2 separate regions of the Mus musculus genome follow, and region 1 is linked to region 2. A link is a contact called in public Hi-C data. All regions are on one chromosome and are shown on one strand. The core of a region is the stretch at or near the end of the contact, and the rest is flanking DNA. Distances in the headings are between cores, read along the strand shown. Region 1 overlaps Gm46409 (a long non-coding RNA gene). Region 2 overlaps Fars2 (phenylalanine-tRNA synthetase 2 (mitochondrial)).

Region 1 (7,397 bases), core at 1,076-3,575, 150 kb before region 2:
AAGTGGATTAAGGATTTTGAGATGATGCAATGATCTTGGATCATCCAATGCAATCATCAGGAAAATCCTGATGAAAGAGAGCCAGAAGAGGCCTACACATGGATGGGGATGGCACAATGAAAGCAGAGCCACTGAAAAGTGATGTGCTACTGGGGGCAGGGCCTGAAGTGGTACCCTCTGAAGACAGAGGAAGAGACACATGCCAAGTGCTGCAAGCAGCTTGTAGAGCTAGAGAACATAGGGAAACTGACTGCCAGGTGGAGCCTTCAAAATAAATAAGCATAGTCTGTCTCTCACCTCTAGACAGTGAAGCTGGCTTTGGGTCTCTGCTTGCTAAAACAGTGAGATAAGCACGTTATGTTAAACCATTCTGTACGTGATTGTTTGTAATGACAAGAACTAATGTGGGTGCCTATTCTAGACCATAACTTCTGTGACAGGGTCATGTGATCTTTGATTTTACATCCATTGTCTAAAATCATCAGACTGATCACATCAGCTTTCCCTGTATCCAGAATCTAATGGTGCCTTCAGGTTTCTGGCACTAAGACCCAGATCTATCAAGGCTGTGGGGAATTCTGCAGTTCTTTTTGACCCCCAGCCCTGCTGTTGCTAGGTAGGTACTCTTCCTATCTTCTTTAAATGTATGTCTCCAAAACTCCACTGGCTTTTCTTATCACCCCAGGAATCATCTACAGTCTTCAAGGAGTCTCAAACATATCCATCTGGAACAAAGATTTCTCTCTGATCATTCAATGGATTGCTCTAATGAAGCTTTTCATGAATACCTAATGCACACACAAATGAATGGGAGTTGGGAGAAGGGAGACAGGGAGAAGTCAGGGAAGAATCCATGGAGGAGTAAAATCCTAAGAAGGTTTTGACATGTGAACATAGAAACCAGAATGATGAGGAAGAGGAAGAGGAGGAGGAGGAAGAGGAAGACAAGAGGGGAAAGGAGGAGGAGGAGGAAGAGAAGAAGAATAAGAAAAAGAAGGAGGAGGAGAAGGAGAAGGAGAAGGAGAAGAAGAAGAAGAAGGGCATTTGCATTCTCAGCAAGGAACATGGCCTGAAAGAAGATGTAAATCCAAAAACACCAACCTTAGCCTTGCCAGAACAATAAAAACCTCGTTCTCTTCTGAACTCTTTGCAAATCATTTCCATCTCTTTAAAGTATAATGGGCACGACTGTGCTGAGGATTGTATACCATAAAATTTCTATTTAATTGTTTCCAAATGTTAAAGGATCTTTATCATTTACTTGTAATTGTTCATCTTAATGAGGTTCAGTGTAATATTTTCATACATGCATACAAGCATCCAATCTTCCTTTTTCCACCCAATGTTTTCCCATCCTTATTAATTTCATTTCATCCTTATTAAGTTCTAACATTGACATATGAGAGAGCATGCTGTACTTGTCTTTCTATGTCTGGCTTATTTCACTTAACATAACGTCCTCTGGGCTACCCACTTTGTTATAAATGACAAGATGTCATTCTTCTTAATGGTTCAATATGTCTGTGTGTGTGTGTGTGTGTGTGTGTGTGTGTGTGTGTGTGTGTGTGTGTGTGTGTGTGTTTCTGGTAACTTTCTTTATCCATACATACATTTGACATGCACATAAGTTGACTCAAGATTGTAGCTGTGGTGAAGTATCTCAATAAACCTAGGCAATTAGATCTTTTATACACCAATAGATACTTTTCTCATTAAAAGAAGCCATGGTATTTTTTGCAATGAGTAACATTTTATCCAAGTTTTTGATATAGATTTGTCTCTTCTATATTTCAAGATATGTATGCTATATTCATCTGGATACACTCACAACAGTAGAATATAACACCCATAGCTAAACACCCTAGAATTTCATGAAAGAATGCCCATGTTATGGTTCATTAGTATCTCTACATACTTTGTAGTTGTGTTATCACATACTCAGACCTACCCATACACACACACATACTCACCTACCCACTCACACTTGTACCCATACACACATATACACACATACACACATACATATATATATACACACAACAATATACATACATACATACATGCATATACCCATATACACATACTGAAAGAACCTGACAGAATGAAAATTCATGAAAGCCTCTAGACCGGCATGGACCTCACTATTGACAAGTAAAAGTTTAACTTGCTCCATTGATTTAGAGAATGTTTATGCACAAAGTTCTGACCGTTCTTAGAACTCATGTGTTTGCCAATGTTCTGACCGTCCTTTAACCCGTGTATTTACCAACCACTGTAGCCCTCTGCCAAGTGATTGTAATCTGCTTGCTTGGCTGAAATCGGAAAATTTCCACAGCAACTTCAGATAAGGCCAATCCTGAGTTGCCCCACATATCAGCTGATAGCCAATAGAGTTGCATCACCCCTGCACCTGCACACGACTCCTTCCTTGTACCCCTCCCATACCTATTTCTTGTGAAATCACCTTAAATTAGGAATTGTTTATCTAAAGACATGTGATTTAGAAATCCCCTACTTTCCCCCTCCTCCTTTCTCCCTTGAGGGCCCATAAAAGGAGGGCCCCATTTCACTTCTGGGTAGACTCCTCTACCCCTGTGTGAGATACGAGTCGTCCCCAAAGCTCTGGCTTTCCCCGAATAAAGCCTCGTGTGATCTGAATCAAGCTTGATCTCTTGTTAGTTCCTGGGGGTCCGCAGCTATCCAGAGACTTGAGTGGGGGTCTCCCTTTGGGGGTCTTTCAACACCTATACATGCACACCCATTTACACACACACACACACACACACACACACACACACACACATACATGCCTGCACACACACTACACAGTTCTAAGGTGTTCCATTAAAACATGTGCTAATAGGACTAAAAATATGAGCTACTTGTATCAAGAATCATGGAAGTTCTAGAATAACAAAATAACTGCAGGTACAGCAACATCATTTATCAGGCAAGTGTGCCAGATGCTTAGATGCTCATCTATGACCTTATCAGCAATAGCTGTAATGAAGGCAGAATAGTGTTGTCCGTTGCATTTTACTGATAAGAAATAAAAGCCAGTCAGGTGTTGTGGTACACACCTTTAATCCCAGAAAGCACAGGCAGGCAGATCATTGACTTTGAGGCCAGTCTGGTCTACAGAACAAGTTCCAGGACAGCTAAAGCTACAGAGACCATGTCGTAAAAGAAGCCAAAGGGCGTAAACAATTTTTGGAAGGTCAGCCATCTTCAAAGTGGTACAATCAGGGCTTGAACCTAGGGCTGCATGCAACTGTGACCTCAGCTAGTTCAGATATGATCAGGCATCCAACCAAGTGCCAGTGATATCTCTTCCATCCAATTAAATGATACAGTCCTGTGTTCATTACCATGACTATCAGGTCCACTATCCCTAAGATAGCAATTCAATAGAACTAGCTCAGTGCCCAGGGATCCGCATTGAAGAGTTGGAGGCACATCATAGTTTGAGCATCCGCACATGGTCTAGTAAATGTAGTGAGGATTTCTTCTTTTAATTCCATCATGCAGGTGAAGAGCGCATCCCTGTGTGGGCATGAATGAGTTTGACTTGGGATCATCTAAGAGAAGAAAGATTAATTCAAATCCTCTCTGCCAGTCTCAGCTGAGCAGCTCTTTGGGAGGCTAGCTTAATTAAGCTGCATTATTATGGAGAAAGCCAAACAGTCAGAGAAAAATCCTGATATTAGTTATCTGCCTTGTGACTGAAGGGCTACTAAATGAAGTTTGAAGTCTGTTGACATCTCAAAGCATGGGTGGAGGCAGTGGCAAATGTGTCAGCTGAGACCAAGGCCAGGCATAGGCTTGATCAACTGGTATAAACAATTTTCATGGATAATGTGGATGACCATGTAGTATAGTTTTCTTCTACTATCTGTAAAAGAATGGTTCTATGATATCTCTGGGGTACTGTGGTTTGAATGAAAAAAAATCCCCATTGGCTCATAGAGAGTGGCAATATTTGTAAGGATTAGGACATATGGCCTTGCTGGTGTAGGTGTGGCCTTATTGGAGGAAGTGTGTCACTGGGGGAATGAATTGAGGTTTCAGAAACTTAAGCTTGCTGCTGCCTGCCTATCCAGAAGTAGAACTCTCGGCTCTTTCTCCAGCATCATGTCTGCCTGTGTGCCACCATGCTTCCCACCATGAAGGTAATGGGCTAAACCTGTAAGCCAGCCCCAATTCAATGTTTTCCTTTATAAGAGTTGCTGTGGTCATGATGTCTCTTCACAGCAATAGCAACACTAAAACACATACCAAAAATGGAAGATGCTCTCATATCCCTTGTATAAAGCAGCATAGTGTTTATGCATAACCCATAGGTATATTTTTATATACTTCAGTTCATCTCTAGATTATTTATGATACAGTGATAGTCAGTCTTGATTGTGAACTTAGTGGAGTTTAGAATCACCTAAGAGACACACCTTTGGGTATGTCTATGAGGGGTCCTTACAGAAAGGTTTAACAGAGCAGAGATGACCCACCTTAAATGTGAGCAGCAACCATTTCATGGTCTGGGTCCCAGACGGAATAAGGTCTGGGTCCCCACTTCCATCTCTCTCTTTCTGCTTCCTGACTCTGAGCACAATGTGTCCAGCAACCTCATACTGCTACAACCATGACTTCTCTACCATGCTAGATTTGTACCCTTCAACTCTGAGGCAAAATAAGCCATCCCTGGGGCTGAAGAGATGGCTCAGTGGTTAAGAGCACACACATCTCTCAAAAAGGACCCTCATCCAGTTCTCATCAACCACTTTGGGAGACTCACAATGACCTGTAAATCCAGTCCCAGGGGGTCAAAGGCCTGTAACCCCAGGGGCATCCACACATAGGTAACATACACATAATTACACCTGTACTCATAATTAAAATAATATTTTAAATTTTTTTACATTTAAATTTTTTCTGAGACAATTTCTTCTTTTAATAACATAATAATTGTATTGATTATTTGGAAATTTCACATAGTGAACCCCCCATCACATTCACTTCCCAGTCCTCCCAGGTCAACCCCCATATTTGTGACCTCTCTCAAAACAAAAGAAGAAGAAAAAAAAAAAAAAAACGATGAAATAATCTGAGGCCATGTTGGTGTCAGTGGCCCTACTGCAGCCAGGGGCCACGATGGCTTCCACGGTCTTCATTACCCCTGAAGGCCGGGAAGTGTCTGTGATCCGTGCTGCTACCTGAATCCACTGTGTTAATGTTTTTGGTCCATATTACCACTGAAGGCAGAATTGATGTGTGACCCTTGTTACCTCCAAGGCCACGTTTATATGTATAGCTGGTGCTACTGCCTAAGGTCATGGTGATATCCGAGGTCCATTGTGCCACAGAGGGCCAAGTTGGTGTCCTTAGTCCTTCCTTCTGCTTCTGGGGGCCATTTGGGTATCCATGGCTCATGTTATGACCAAAGGCCTTGTGGATGTCCATAGTCTGTGATGCCTTCTGAAACCATGGTGATGTCTGTGGTCTTTGCTGCTGTCAGGAGCTGTGTTGATCTCTGTGGCCCATGTTATCACCAAAGGCCATGGGAATGTTTGTGGTCTGTGTTGATGTCCTTGGCCTATTTTATAGCCAGAGACCATGTGGAAGTCTATGACCAATGCTCTCACTGACCTTAAAGGGCTAGGAAACTTCTACAGTGGAATCAATGACTTCAGACTCACAGCTGAGAGACATAGAAGGCTTCTGTGACCACCTTTCCCCTCCCTCCAATCCCACCTCCCAAAACCAATCTAGACAGGAAGCCATTGAAAAGACTGCTCAAAAATCGTGACAGGAATGGGGGATGCTGAAGGATAGCTCTTCACAGTTGATGGATTTCTGTGGGGGTAGGGGTAGGGAAGCACTCAGGTTTTAAAATAATTTAAGTAAACACACACACACATTCTATTTCAAAGTTGTGTTTGCTGAGTATTTTTCCACAGCAGTGAGAAAAGTAACTGATGTGGATGCTGTATTGTATCACGCAGGTAAAGATGATAAGACTAAATCTGCATGTGTTCTTTCTAGATGCTATGTTTTCTCAATCTTTGGGTAGTTGAAGCTCTGACTGTAGAACACACGGCTACATGAAACTGACTTACCTAAGGCTCAGACCCATAGGCTGTGGACTCCAGCTGATCCAAGTTCAAAGTCCAGCACCATCTACTAACTGCATCACCTCGAGCACACACTTGACTGGTACTCGCTACCAGGCCTACTTCATTAAGTGCTCATGAGAATTATGTTGGAATTAAAATGCCTGCAGAGTGTTTGTTCCTGACATCTAAGAGGCACTCCATAAGCAGTCATTCTGGTAATTCCCATTCTTTTTTAAACAAATGGCTCATTTTCACAAATTAGATTTGCTTCTAAAAGGAGATGTTGGGACGCACAACACAGACCCCATAGTACATACACCCCAGATCCCATTCCTGAGAATTGACCGGCAGTCCAGAATCCTGACCAGACATCTGATATATCTACAAGTAGTCCAATCAGCCACCCAGATAAGCATTAAGCATCTTTTACTCAGGGCCCATGGCTAAGGGTGGTAGCACCAGATGCCTACCTTGTCACTGATTGTCATGCTGAATGACAGAGCATAGAATGTATTCAAGAAAGATGTGCTGAATGGAGTCATAGAAGAAAACCTTGAATTTCAGGAATGAAATAACATAGTGTGCCAGCTAGAATTTCAACATTGGCACTTTGGTTCACACGGCAAGCTGCATCTGCAGGTGGCACCAATGGCGTTTTGTTGTCATCCTTCCATTGCCAAGACTGTAATATTTAACACAGTGTAGGAGTCAGTTTGTTAATGCACAGCCCAGGCAAGATTATGTCTTCCGTAAAAATTTCCAGGAACTACTAAGCATGCATCCCCTAGTATCAGAACACTTGTTGTGATGTGGGCAGAAGAGGTTGACAGCAGAGGCTTGGTTGATGTCTTAGGGTTTCCACTGCTGTGAAAAGATATCATGACCAAGGCAACTCTCCTACAGGAAAACATTTCGTTGGGGCTGGCTTACAGTTTTAGAGGTTTTGCCCATTATCATCATGGCAGAAGACATGGTGGCGTGTATACAGACATGGTGATAGAGAAGTTCTCCATCTCAATCGGCAGGCAGCAAAATCAAAATGACAGCAGGCCTAGCTTGAGCACCTGAGATCTCAAAGCCTATCCCCACAGTGAAACACTTCCTTCAATGAGTCCACACCTTTCCAACAAGACCTTCTAACAGTGCCACTCCCAATGAGCCAAGCATCCAAGCACATGAGTCTATGAGGGCCATACCTATTCAAGCCACCACAGTTCCCCTCTACTCACTGATCTTGGCTTTACATGGTGAGTCTCACCTTGAGACTCTCGACAGTGAGTTATCAGC
Region 2 (6,675 bases), core at 1,871-4,370:
CCTGATTCTTACTTAATGTTCACATGGAAAAACAACTGTGCAGGGTGTGACTGTAAAAGCCTTATAGAAAATTAACAACAAATAGGGATGGAAACATGAAGGAAGACATTAATTCTCTTCTGAGGCTATATGGGAAAGCAAACAATATCCCTGTGAGACACAGTCTAGCACAACAGGTGCTGTGGTGATAGAGGGGGCCCTTTCCAGAAAGAAGGGGACCTTGCACATGACAACCTTATTATAGTATGGAACGTTTTAATGAGGTCATTTACATTTGTCTGTCTCTCAGATCTGAATGCCTCTTAAATATGTGCCACTGATCACTAACATAGTGAAAGGAATTTAATGACAATGACTTTGCTTATCTATCTATCTATCTATCTATCTATCTATCTATCTATCTATCTATCTACCTATCTACCTATCTATCTATCCATCTATCCAAAGAAGCTTCTCAAAGTTAATTAGTAAAAACAAATACAGTATTTATCTCAGAAGATATTATTTGTGGCTCCTAGTCCTCAGATATTCACTTATACGGGAAAGTGATTGAAGATCCTGGCAGTGCCCCAACCCCATCCCCAACCCCTCTCCCCTCCAGGCCTTGGGGAATCTGGCAAGGCCAAAGCTTCCAAAGGGCTGTTAAACTACAGATGCTTTTCACATCAGTAAGATACTTCCGAACTCTGTGTTCTTGGCCATGGTACTGTCCTTCTCTTTCTTGTCCCCTGTATCCACAACTTTTCTATGTGGCTGTTGCCTCCACCCTCCACATCAGTCCACTGTCTACAGGCAGAGTCCTACCTAACTGGCACAGCACAAGTCTGCTAAGATTCAAATACTGTCAGATGGTAGTTTTGATTAAAAAAGCAAGTGCTTTTAAGTTGAAAATATAGCTTGATACTTTCTTCAGACCTTTTACTTCACACCAAACCACAGACAGGTCAGAGGGCTCTAATATCACTCAGCTCAACTACACCCTAAAATGAGATATTTGAAGTTTGCAAATGAGTGCAAAACAGGTTCTCTTTAAGCCAAGTACTAAAATAATCAACTAAAGCCATTTCAAAGGTGAATCTTCAGTTCTGGTCTTATTTCAGGGCTTATCTCTGTTGAAGGCAGACCCGTGCCTCCAGTGGGCAATGAACAATGCTCTGGGAAAACAGAGTTGTATCATACAGTGTCCGGAAGTGGGAAGGAGACTGCAGGGAACACTTGCTGTTCTTAAGTGGAGTTCATAAACTGGATCCAAATTTCTCTTTGATAAAACAAAGGAGCCAGAGGTCTTTTTGTTTCCAGATTCCTATGCAATGCTGAGTTAGGAATCCTTCTCAAAGAAATGTGAAAGAATGACTTTACTTCTTCCACACTCATAACAAATTCTTAAATCATATTTATTTATTCATCGTGCCTGTGCTCACGTGGAAGTCAGAGGACAATGTGAAGTCAGTTCTCCCTTTCCACCATGTGGGTCTCAGAGCTTGAACTTGGATCACTGATCAGCCTCAGCAACAAACACCCTTAGCCATGGCACCATCTCTCACGCCATCCCCATGTCCTCTACTTCCTTCTATTCCCATCCTTTTTATGTCTCCTATAACTCAGGTTAAAAAAAAAAATCAAAACTCCCTCTAATCCATTATCAACTCAGCCATCATGTCTCTTTACTTTGGCTAGGCACTCTTGTTATCTGTGTTTAAATCTGCAGTGGTTAGAAAGCCTGTAAGAACGTAGTAGAGTGATTTTCCAACTTCACTTAGGTAAGTAGGAAAACCAAGAGCTCACAAAACATCCTGCCAAAATGCTTATGTTTTTCTAATATCTTCTAGGCTGAAAAAGTAATCAAAGCCAGTTGGCTTTGCTATATTTTTTTTCTCTTCTGTATTAAGTCACTACTGTCTGTTTTCCATGGTCAGTGGATTCTGTCTGTTGGCATGCAGTGATCCATTTATACAGGCTGCTTCCTGCACCCAGGGTCCTCATAAATGATGTCTTCCATCCTTTGAAAATGAGTGCTTTTTATACATTGTAATGTAAACACATAATAGTAAAATATTTAAATTGTAAACAGTTCTCATTTTTAGGGATAATTATTAAACGTATCCTTTGTGTATTTTGTTTATGTTCTGACAAGCACAAAATTTGATAACAGTCTATAGACCACTGTGTCTGTTTCAATGTATTTGTCTTTCCCATTTGTTGGTATAGAGAAAGCATCTTACTGACTGCTAGGATCCCACACTATAAACACCCTATGATTTATTCAGTCTCCCATTGTCAAGCCATTCTGGTATTGTATATATCACTGTAATCAATGTTTGCAAGCACACCTTTGAAGGTCTGTGTTAAGATTAGTGGGAAGCAGGCGTGGTGACACATGCCTGTAATGTCAATACTCTAGAAGCCGGCACAGGAGGATGTTGACTTCAAGGCTAATCTGGGTGACATGAGAAAACCCTGTTTCAAAAGAAATCAAAGTAAATTAACTCTAGTCAAAGAGTAGGTGTATTTTCAATTTTGATATACATTATCATGAAACTGCTTTTCAGAAGGTTGCTATAGATCCTGACTTCTATAAATAAACAGGTAAGTAGCCTCCATTATTCCACACTGATCTCACTGAGGTACAGTCCCTTGGTGTCGATGGAGAGCTTCTGTGACTCTGCCCCTAGATACCCAAACACACAAATAGCTATGTCTCCTATATAGAATGGTATGGTATTTGCATAGAACCTATGCATAGCTTCTCACATACTTCAAGTCTGGATGGCTTATATTACCTACCAACCACTGCAAGTGCTATGTAGGTAGCAGGGGAACTGTACTGTTTACAGAGAACAACAGGGAAACTCTGCGCATGCTTGGTGCAATTTCTCTTCAGATATTTTTGATCTTCAGCTGTTTTGATGTTGGCTCAGTCCAGCCAAGGGTAAGGAGTGCCAAGTGCATTATCAACCCTTTAAGCCCTTGCCAACAGCTGAAAGGGTGGCCTTCTGTATAGCCTTTAACCACAGAAACATACTTATTCAGATAAAAAGACATCTCACTTCTCAGGTGACTGACCCAAAGTGGCAGCTACTTTGTAGGTTAAATTTCAATTTAGGTAACGCTGGCACTGGAAACTAGCATGCAGGTCTACTGTTCCGTCTCCACTGACCTTTACCCCTCGAACACAGCTACAGGCTTAGCTACTGAACCGTGGCCATATTTGGATGCAACTGAGCTTGGGCATCCACCCTGTTTATCTCCTACAGAAAACTAGAATATGGTGACCACAATATCTTCCAGGTTACCTCACTTTCTTCTTATACATCTTACTCAACAACCCTGAGGAGAACAATGGCTTTCCTTTGGTTCTGGCCTGAAAGGGTCAGAGCAGTTAACTGGGGGAAAGTTTTCAGGGGCCATCCCTCCTGAAAGGGAGGGATGTCCTAACATGACTTTCTGTGGGCCAGAGTTTTTCCTTGTTCCTAGTCAAGAGTTAATATTTACCCGGAGAGGAGGATGTCCTTGGGTCTGCTGATATACAGTTTCTTCTTCTGAAGTTCGCTCTCGTTATGAGAAAATGACTCCAAAAATGATAATATTGTGTGCCAGGTGCAACTAAGTAAAAATGTTATTTTTTGAGCAAAAATTGCAAAGCCATACCCCATGTTTATAAGCTAAAGAATTCAGTAAAGCTTTGCTACTTGCTACCAGAGTGGTAGTCCGTCTGTCTCTTTAAGGCTTTCGCGAAGCTGGTCTTTGTCACCACTCCTTTGAGAGGTCCAGGCTGCTGTCCTGCCTTCTGGAAAATGGTGGTCACAAGGACTGTTCTCACTAATACAGTGGGCAGAAAGCTGCAGTGAGACCACCCAAGCTGGATCACAAGCACTGTGCCCTTTCCTCTCTTGAAACCACTGACCAGCAAATGAAGGTTCTACCAACTCAGAGCACTCTGGGGTGAGACACACTGGGCTCATTGAGGAGAGGTTATGTGTTTTCCTGTCCAATTCCCATGTGTCCTAGGTGTTCACCGGTGGCACGTAATTGATTGTAGCCCGGCCATCAACACTCCTGGACTCTACATCTCTTCAGAGAAGTCTTCACACTACACAACTGAGAAAAGGATCTTGAGCACAGTGAAGTCAGCACTGGGGATCTCCAATGTGGGGGTGATTTACCTCATAGCAACAGACAAGGACTTTCATACTAGGCTGACTCGAGAATGACTACCTTGCAACATGTGAGGATAAATCATCTTCTTAGGTGCTCCAAAACTTCCATGGGGACAGTGTAAACACATTAGCTATCCTGCCCATTAATACCGAGTTCAGGCTCACTTTGTGGGAAGCAGGCTTCCATCTCTCCCATGCTCTGTCTGAGTTAAGTGGTGGATACCCCACAAGTCATCAAGCAGCCTAGAATCAGCACTGAGGGTGAAGGGCACAGAATCCTTCCTATAAAGGAAAGAAAATAAGCCGGGCGGTGGTGGCGCACGCCTTTAATCCCAGCACTTGGGAGGCAGAGACAGGAGGATTTCTGAGTTCAAGGCAGGCCTGGTCTACAAAGTGAGTTCCAGGACAGCCAGGACTATACAGAGAAACTCTGTCTCGAAAACAAACAAACAAACAAAAACAAACAAAAAAAAAGACAAAAAACAAAAAAGGAAAGAAAATACCTTTCCAGAGACTGTGCAAGGTAACTGTCAGGCATGGTTTTCTATGGGTAAGAGTAAAGTAATGAGATGTTACTATGTCAAAACAGCACAACTATAACTCTGTGTTAATATTTATTTTGCAAAGCAGATGAAATATAAGTTCTCTAGCATAAGTCCTAACAGAAAACAGCAGATAGGGACAAACTAGAATGCTGATTAACCTGCATTTGTGAGGATATTCATTTTTGATGGCAGAAACACACACACACACACACACACACACACACACACACACACGTACACACACACACGTACACATGCATGCATGACAGAAAGGGGAATATAGAAATAGGAGACTAACTTCTAGATTTGAGAAGATGGGTGGCAATCTGGTGGTCTGGTGACAATGCCAGTGATGTGGCCAATTATGACAGTTTGTACATCAGTACCAACATATAAGGATATGAACGCACACATGTATCATACCCCACTTAATCATAGTTGGCAAATTCAATATATTAGTATAGTATGAGAATAATGTAGCTCCTGCCATAACCTACTATAGAGTAAAATATTTTATTACTCCCCTACTAATGTTTAGGAATAAACTACTGCGATTCCCCAAATTAAATGGGACACTAAGTCCATTAGCTTCTACATAAGTTTGTACTTCCAAGTTTTCAAAAATCCCATTATGAAAGTCAACTTAGACTTTCCTGTACCCAGCCCATGTGTGGTACTGGCTGAGTACTTTGGTAGAATTTCTGATGGCCAGGAAGGGTACTTAGAAGCCAAGAGAGTGTGTGTGGTGTGACAGAGGACAGACCCAAGGCCAAGGCTGTGGCAAGTTTAAACAACTAGAGAAGGTGAACAGCAACCTCGGTGTGCAGCAGTCTCCTAGGGTGGTTTCTGTTCAGTCCAGGTATCACTCTCACTGCGCTACAAAGCATCCTAATATTTAGCCCTAATTCTTGTCCTTAACGTGGTCAGCTTCACCGTCATGAGGAACAGAAAACAGAGCACAGGCCTTGATCATGAACATGAGCTGCTTACAGAGACCAACACATTTGTCAAAATTGAGACACCCAAGTCTGATGCTCTGGATTCTTGGGGACTTTACCACACCACTGGTGGCTTCACTCTTGGAGGAGTCTTCCCCTGCTGCTGGTTTCAGCAGTGCTGGGGAGATAGCTGAGCCAGTGAGGGCTGGAGTGAGTCAGGGGATTTACTCAGATCAGAGTCAGCTCACCATATATGGTGCTTTCTAAAACACAGTGACCACTGCTGGGGCTGCAGTAACAGTGACCCCATCATGGATCTGGCAAACTTGCACTGAAACTGCACTGGGGAGGCTTGAGTGGGTGTTTTGGTCACACTGCTGTGATTAGTAGAGATAGGCCAGACCTGAGGGACAGATCTTAAGCTGCTGTCTTTCTGCTTTCTGGGGACTCTCTTCCCTACCCTGAATATACAGTCACTTAGATCAGGGAACTAGCAACTAATTCCAGGTGGAGCCAGAGATAAGAAAAACTGCCCCTCTGTCTCAGAAGGACTTTACCATTGCCCTGGTCACCTACTCCAAGTGGGCATCTACCTTGTCCCCTGATTCCTTGGTCCCTCCTTAGCATACTCTTTCTCCTCAGCCTTCAGCATGGCACCAACTCCCACCCCTGTCACTCCTGCCAGGCCAGGCCCTGCAGTGACCTCCACAGCTAACAGGCTCTAGCTGACCCTCCCTCCCTGAGTCTAACCCAGTGCACAGTAAGGATACATTTCAGGTCCTCCTCGGTTAGAGTCATAGCTGCCCTCGGGAACATCTTTGGGCAGGAATTCTACCACCACACCTTGCCTTGCTTTACGTTCAGTACATTAAGAATGGAAAACACACTGTCTATGAAAGTTTAAGATACGGAGAGTATTCAGTGCTTACTATTATATTGCTAGTATTTTCCTCTTCCATTAAATTATTTTCATTTCTCAGGCTTCCTCTATAACCTTTCAATACAAATGGACATTTTACATTGTTGCAACCACAG

Evidence for each region. A called contact is a pair of places that touch in the nucleus more often than the background predicts.
Region 1: a contact with region 2 is called in a Hi-C map of liver, with 4 times the contacts expected there. The contact joins two enhancer-like sites. A contact is called at or near these places in 4 of 484 Hi-C or Micro-C datasets (all in liver) and 4 of 115 datasets of contacts at active chromatin or transcription factors (embryonic stem cells, hepatocytes and liver).

The regions. Positions count from the first base shown.
Region 1 is chr13:36,616,114-36,623,510 of GRCm38.p6, reverse strand. The region is part of intron 1 of Gm46409 (a long non-coding RNA gene); the gene reads right to left. Among named protein-coding and RNA genes, the nearest start is that of Gm46409, 6.9 kb to the right of the region's middle. Within about 2 kb of position 2,325, at least 13 of the 459 cell types and tissues checked have an H3K27ac peak or open chromatin away from gene starts, as enhancers often do. A contact at or near this core is called in hepatocytes and liver, where this site is marked.
Region 2 is chr13:36,463,071-36,469,745 of GRCm38.p6, reverse strand. The region is part of intron 6 of Fars2 (phenylalanine-tRNA synthetase 2 (mitochondrial)); the gene reads right to left. Among named protein-coding and RNA genes, the nearest start is that of Gm46409, 150 kb to the left of the region's middle. Within about 2 kb of position 3,120, at least 9 of the 459 cell types and tissues checked have an H3K27ac peak or open chromatin away from gene starts, as enhancers often do. A contact at or near this core is called in hepatocytes and liver, where this site is marked.